Linked DNA regions of Mus musculus: region 1 is linked to region 2. Evidence: chromatin contacts called from public HiChIP or PLAC-seq data. All regions are on one chromosome and are shown on one strand. Each heading gives the region's core, a stretch centred on a gene start, on an enhancer-like site or on the middle of the called end of the contact. The rest is flanking DNA. Distances are from core to core; before and after follow the strand shown. Region 1 overlaps Kif13b (kinesin family member 13B). Region 2 overlaps Pinx1 (PIN2/TERF1 interacting, telomerase inhibitor 1).

Region 1 (3,603 bases), core at 621-3,120, 750 kb before region 2:
GAAGACAGCCAGGACTGTTTGCAGTGCATGCTCAAACCCAAGCCCTACTGCTCTACAACTGTCATTACTTACTGCACAAGCATCTGCAGCCTGATCACGAACTGGCCTGTGCCACCTGCTGTTACCTAAGTTCCTCTGGTCAGGATAGTGACTTACCAGCATGGTGACTCGTGCCTGTGTTTACTCATCACTACGGATGCTGAGGTAGGACTGTTGTAAGTTTGAAGCCAGCCTGACTCTCACTAGGTTGTACAGTGACACCCTATGCAAAGGGAAGAAAGACCATTCCTCTCAGAATTGCCAGGTTCCTCTGACTACCATCTGTCTTCAGATCTGCCTGGTTCCTGAGAGGCCCAGGAAAAGCACAAGTTCTGATGGCAGGCACCCAAAATACTAGTTTGATTATCCTACAAGGCTAATAATCCCCTTCTCGCTCTCTCTTTCTCTCTCTCTCTTTCTTCTCTCCCCCCCCCCCTTTTTCCTCTTCTCTGCCCTTCTACCCGATTCGCCACCCCTCTGCCTCTGCACAATAAACCTCTCCCACGTGGAACCACCTTAAAAAAATAATCCCCTTCTCTGGGATTGTGAAATATAGAAATTCTACGAAAACATTTCAAAGTTCAGCTTGAAGAATACAGTAAGCCTGTGCATTTTCTAAAAACTATTTGTGGGCCAGGTATAGCAATGCACACATTTAATCCCATCAGATGATAGGCAAAAGCAGTCTCATCTCTGTGAGCTCGCTCAAGGCCAGCCTGGTCTACATAACAAGTACCAGAACAGCCAGGGCTACAAACTAAGATTCTATCTAAAGAAACAAACAAAAACCAAAGCTACAACTGTGCACCAGGTAATAGTGCGCGTTTAGTTTCAGGCCCCAGAACAAATGGCTGAGGTGCATATTTTACATATCACAGCAGACCTGCACTGCAAGTTCTCCTAGCATCCCTCAGTCCCTACCTGGTACACTCAACCCCTCTACCTTGAACTTTCCATTCCAGCCCAGGGGCTGAGCTGCTCTTCCCTATATTATCCAGACATTTTGGTCTCTTGCCTATCTTCCTCCCTCTCTGCCTGAGGCTGGCTTGCTCTCTCTCTCTCTCTCTCTCTCTCTCTCTCTCTCTCTCTCTCTCTCCCCTCCCTTCCCTATTGTCTCCCTTCCCATGTGACTTCCCTGGTCTCCTTCCTTGGGCCCAGTGAATTTGCCTACCAGAGAACAGTTTCCCAATAAACTTACTTATATATACTCTAATCTGGCTTCAACTGGCTCACTGCACTGACGAAGAATAACTTATCAGTACACGTACACGCCAGCACTTGGGACGCTGAAGCAGAAAAATGGCAAGTTTGCAAACACCCTGCGCTACTTAGATGTTTGCCTTGTGGAGGGAAAAAAACCAAAACCAAAAAATACCAAAGACAGTAAACTCTGTAACTCACAATAGAAAATAGGAAGTCCTGGGACTGGGCTAATGATAAAGCCACATGAAACATGAAAGGCCCTGGGTTAGAGTCCCAGCAACAAACAGGAACTCAGCACAGCTACTGGAGCAGGTCTTTGGAAGATCCCTATCAGAGGACCAGCAAGATAATCCAGTCCACAGAAAGTGCTTACTGCAATCCTGACAGAGTTTGAGTCCCTGGACCTACACACTAGGTGGGGAAAAAAAAAAAAAAAATCAACTTCCACAAGCCCCAGCACTCCAGAAGAAAAACAGAAACAGTAGTTACTATAGTTTTTCTTCACCCAATACTTAAACTGGATAGGTTAATGAATACCATTTTCTAAGGCTTCCACAGCTTGCATGAGTGAAAACCATTCAGTCATGGATCTTCATATGCTTCCCCACAAGGCACTGTTCATCTCTGCCAAGTTTGTTCAGAGAACATGTCCTGCCATCAGTAAGCAGAGATCAATAAATCCTTTTCCACTCAATAAACGCCTCAATTCATCTCCTTAAGTAATAGCTTTATCAGTGCCTTCTCCCGCATTCAGAACTGAAGAAGTGGAAAAGTGAGGGATTAGTCATGGTTTTACAGAGGTGACAGAAATGGTAACACAGGTTGTAACAAAGATGCCTATACCTTCAGCAAAGGGCTCCAGTCCTCTGTGTACAGACCCAAGTTTCTGTCCCTGGACTGACAGCAGGAATAGTGTTGTAATGGTGGGGGTGTCTCACTGGATATTGGCACATCATGCAGATGTGTGCAAACAACTACTTTCTGTTTCAGCAAACACTGTCAGAAATTTCCAGCCTCAGCCACCTGTGGTTCCACATTTGTCAGACATCTTTCTGAAAGATCCAAAGCCTCCCTATGATCAACACCAAGGTCAAAACCACCTGGCTTGGCCCCTCACTTCCTAGAGAACTCTTCCTATCTCCTCCTTGATAGACAGGGCCTTCTAAGTTTCCCATTTCTGAAGTTGCCCCGTATCTTCTGAATCAAGGCTACTTGAGTATGGCGAGCCTCCTCTGACTTCTTGTTCACCTGGTTTCATGTCTATCAAGTAGGTTTTAGACCTGCTCAACTATGGCAAGGACTCAGCCATCTATTGAGTCTTCTGAGCTTGCATGCAAGGCAACCCAGCAATCTTTCTCCTTCATGCCTGTGGCCAAATGAAGTCTAGAGAGCTCTGGACCAGCCACCTAAGATGACTTCTGGCCTAGCTGTCCCCAGGAGTCCCGAGCTCCTCCCAGCCCTCCTCACCCCTTCCTCCAGTCAACCCTGCAGAATCCGCCTTTAGGACAGGCCAATCTAGTCTCTGCTGCCTAAACAGGCCTTACTCCTTCGTGCCTTTGTGCTTGGCTTCCTCCTCAAAGAACCAAGGCCTTCCCCTCCCACCCAGGGAAATCACAGGCCTCCTGCTGGGAATGTTTGTAACCCAGATCTGCCCTCCAGGAGCAGTGAAGTCTTCCCTAATCACCAGGTATGCAGAGGTCTTTCACTCCTCTAAATTCCTACGTGTCACTGTCACTCACCTGGCACTTAATAAGTAGCAGTGTGCTCTACCTGTTTATCTTTTTTTCATCATCTCTCCTCACATGACAGTCATTTCCTCATACAGAAACCATACAGCACACTTGAAGACACAGACAACTCAGGGCAACACAAACAAGGTCTTTGGCAAAATCCTTTCCACAAGAGCAATCCATTTCCTTTCACAGCTTCTGCTAGCCCTGGTCCCCTGGCTACATGGTTTCTAGTCACCAATGGCCACACTAATAGAGTTACACACAGGGGTTCAAGTTCTGCTCTCCCCATAGCATGTCTGTCTTGGCTGGCACAGCTTTCAATGCCTACATCATAGTCCCTCCACTTTACCACCAGGACCAGGATATCTGGAAGTTTCTGACTTTTTTTTTGTGTTTTATCTTTAAATGTTGCCTAAAGCCAACTTTAAGCTCGTTGGAAATACCTTCTGAAACAGAGTTATCACACACGCTCAGGAGCTTCTGGCTCAACTTCTGGCATAATTTTCTGTTCCATTCCTTTAGCAAAAGTATTTTCCAAACACTTTATAATGGTTTTATTTTTCCTGGCTAATCTTACACATATTTTTTAAATTGGCAGTTCCTTGATTGAAGCTCCCATGCAATCTAG
Region 2 (3,702 bases), core at 770-3,269:
AAGAAGGAGCTCCCTAAAACAGGGACTGAGAAATTACTGCTGTGGGTTCTCATGTTCACCTAAGTAGATTTATTTTCACATTTCTAAGAAGTTGGGCAAGAGAACCAAATGAAGACTATATCATAGCATGTGAAACTACATGAATTTCAAATAACTATAAAGCCCAAATTTCCTCAGTAAAATATTTGTGGAAATATTTTCTCTTTAGTTACACAAGTACTTGTTACAGGTGCTGGGTGAACATCTGCCTAATGGATATATTTTAAAATACAATCTGCTTTTAAAACCACAGTACTGACAGCTTTTGGAAATACCAGCTGTTTTGTTCTCTCTCTCTCTCTCTCTCTCTCTCTCTCTCTCTCTCTCTCTCACATACACACACACACACACACACACACCCATCCTTGGTTTCTTTTTGGTATTAAGGTTCGAATGTGTTCCCTGAAAGTTCACGTGTTGGAAACTAAACCTTAATACTCACAGGTTAAGAATATTTGAAGGCAGGGCCTTTGGAGGTAGTGAAGGGCCACAGGCTTAGATGAGTGACTTTCCAAGAAGACTAAGAGACATGAGCTCATACGTTTGTTACTGTGTGATGCTTGCAGCCATAGGAGGAAGGCCCTCATCAGATACTGGTACCTTGCTATCAAAATTCTCAGCCTTTGAGAGATAAATCTTTGTTCTTTATAAATTGCCTCAGGTATTCTGCTAAGATGGCAGAATATAAACTAAGTGGAAAATTCTAGTAAATTGCTTGCCATTCTGAATCAGTGCAATGAAATCTTGTCCATCTGCCTAGATCATGAATCATCTTTTGCCCAGTGAATCTATACTATATAAGCTATCTGCACTTTTGTCATTTTGATGGCTGCCTATGCAATGAGATGTTGTGATAGCATAGTACTGTGTTCAGGGATCCTCCTCCTCTTTTTCCTCCCTTTCTCTTCCCTTCTTCTTTTTGGGTAAGAGCTCATGGGGTCTAGGCTGGCCTCACTCCCTGTGAAACAGAGTCACCTTGAACTTCTGATCCTCCTGCTTCTACCTTCTGAGTGCTGGGATTACAGGCATGTACTACAATGTCTGGTTTATGTGGTGGGGAGTATGGAATCCAGGCATTGCTCATTCTAGACAAGCACTCTAGCAACCGAGTTACATTCTCGAGCCCCCTTATTTCTCTCAATGAACTTTAAAGTCTAAAGCATAAGAACAGCAATGCTGGCAACTTGAATATGCCAAAACTGTAAAGTATATCTTTTAGGTGAAAGGCAGAAGTTCTTAGGGGAAGAAGATGAACCGTATACTGGGGTTGCTAAGGTCTATAGTCAAAATGAATCTTCTACCAAACTTGTGGCTATAGAGGAAAACATTCTTGGTACTGTTGCACTTCAGGCAGTAGGAATGGCTCCTTCCACCCAAGGCTGCAGGCACTTCCAAGGTCTCAGGAACACACCCACCTTGAGCAATGGGAGACAGCTGGAAACCCTTGGAACTGAGGGAGGGCTTTAGCAGTCTTTTGCTAATGACGAAGGCTAACCTAGCAGGACTGGGCCACTGTGGGCTTTCAAAGAGCAGGGAACAATACTCCTGGAAAACACAGGTGATCTGCCATGAATGAGAACTCTGGGTCACCCTGGGAGCGTGCAGAGGTTTCCTTCGAGTTAGGCACTGGGTTTTTCCTTGGAATTCATACACAGACAAATGGCCCTCTGTGTAGGAATGGAAGCAAATAGCAACTCACTTTCTGCAGGCCAAGCTCCTCACGTGAATGCCAATGTTAACAAAGCTGCACATTCCTCTCTTTACTTCTTTTCCACTCGCCTGTCAGCTGCTTAAGCTACCTCTCATTAGGAAAAGCCAACATAAACATGTTTTAGAAGGACCATTCTCCATGGCAACAACTTTTCAAGTCATGACATCAGAATCACTGACAAGTCATGCCACCTCTGGGGAAAAGAGAGGAAGGAATAGAGCAGTTTCCGGCCTCCCTGAAAGGTCCTCAGGCTTAGAAGCTGCAGTGACTCACATGGCAGCATCTCATCTCATACTGGCCACAAGATAAACGAGGCTCTTCCAAAGCAGAAGTGATCAATGTGACATAGGCACCAACTTCTTTGAATGAAATCTAAAAATAATCCACATTGACTGTTGTTTATAATTCTAGGTCAACTGGTTCTCCCCCAGAAGCAGGACACATGGCTTCCACTAACAGCTGTGTAGGGCTCCCATCTTCCAGGGAGTTCTGGTTCCTCCATTTCTCCTCTACAGGAGACTGAAAAAAGTCACACAGGAAACTTAACAGCTCAAATCCTAAAAGTGCAAAGTAGTTTAAAAAGACTTTAGACTGTTGTAAATATTTTAAAATCACTGCATAAGGTATCAGAACTCGTTAAGGTGTGAAACTTTAGAGAGCAGGGTCTTAAGAGCAAAGATCTTTGTAGAGTACAACACCTTCATTAGACATAATTGGTCAGGGTGCTACTCAAATAAACACGTTTAAGAGAATAAAATTGCAAAGACCCAAGGGACTTCTCACTTCTTGTATACTATTTAAGGTTACTACCTTCACAGACTCTTTTTAACTCTGTAGGAGTCAGTCTAGACAATCATTTAAAATATATTCTTAGGAATAAATGTGGCAGGGAAAAATGAATTAGAATTCTGACTACAGTGACTCTGACTAAGCGGACCGTAGCTCCCTTCCCTTCTTGAGCTCCTAGAGCTCCTAGGGCAGCACAGAGCACAAGTGGAAAACAGCAGCTAAGCTTGACAGCCTAGACTATTTCACATCACATCCTTTAGCAACAAGTAACTAACAAGCGTTCAAGAATAAAACCAGATTGTTAATATTATGTAGTAGATGCAACATTGAAGTGTATACAATCTCAACTTTAGGCAGTTGTTCATTAAAACTATTCAAGCAATCACTTCTTCCAAAGACATTAACACATAACAACCCTTGATCCTCAACACTCAAGTCTGAAGTTGAAAACCCATTTTCTGAGACACCTACTGGGATAGATAGGTAAGCAAGGAGGAACTCAAGGCTGGACTGCAGAGAGGACAGGGATGGCTTAGTTATCCCTACTCCTACAGATGGCATGCCAGGAACATGTCCTCTCTGCTAGCTTTCCCCATGCTCTAAGTCAAAGGAAGGCTCCGTGTCACCCTATTTTTATGATGCCATAGGCTGAAAACCTACGAGAGAATGTCACGGCCATCTCCATAGACAGAGGGCACATGAGCTGTTATTCTACTCTTCTGCTCCCTCAACCAGGCCTTCTGGGTGTCACTTTCTCATTATCACAAAGGCCCTGAAAAACAGCAGTTTGACTTGTCAACAAACCCAAACTCAAATCTAATCCTTTCAGACCCAACATGTGTCCTGGCAAAACGCTAAGCAAACAAAGCAGTCCTTGGCCTAGCGCACGGGCACCTGGCAGGCCTCCTCATGCTTGCTGCTTCTGTGTGCCTGTCTAAAGCGTTTTGCTGTGCAAAAGCTACATGTGCCCACCAGGAAGGCAGCTCACTCCTCAGTGGTGCTGCTGAACAACTTTGCAGACGGCGGCTACAACCCACTTTCTCCTTCTAGGCTACTCCAGACTGAGGCCAGCCCAATCCTGTTTGAAGTTCTGGCTGCCAGGAGATGGCCGTTTATGTCCCCTGTCTGAGGACAGGAAAAGGACTGAGCCGTGTGCGAGGGAG

The links. HiChIP or PLAC-seq counts read pairs in DNA pulled down with a chosen protein or histone mark.
Region 1: an H3K4me3 HiChIP or PLAC-seq map of bone marrow-derived macrophages shows a contact between it and region 2, with 5 times the contacts expected there. The contact joins two enhancer-like sites.

What each region holds. Positions count from the first base shown.
Region 1 is chr14:64,656,413-64,660,015 of GRCm38.p6, reverse strand. All of the region lies in intron 1 of Kif13b (kinesin family member 13B), which reads right to left. Among named protein-coding and RNA genes, the nearest start is that of Kif13b, 5.7 kb to the right of the region's middle. Within about 2 kb of position 1,870, at least 69 of the 459 cell types and tissues checked have an H3K27ac peak or open chromatin away from gene starts, as enhancers often do. A contact at or near this core is called in bone marrow-derived macrophages, where this site is marked.
Region 2 is chr14:63,908,723-63,912,424 of GRCm38.p6, reverse strand. The region is part of intron 6 of Pinx1 (PIN2/TERF1 interacting, telomerase inhibitor 1); the gene reads right to left. Among named protein-coding and RNA genes, the nearest start is that of Sox7, 33 kb to the left of the region's middle. Within about 2 kb of position 2,019, at least 26 of the 459 cell types and tissues checked have an H3K27ac peak or open chromatin away from gene starts, as enhancers often do. A contact at or near this core is called in bone marrow-derived macrophages, where this site is marked.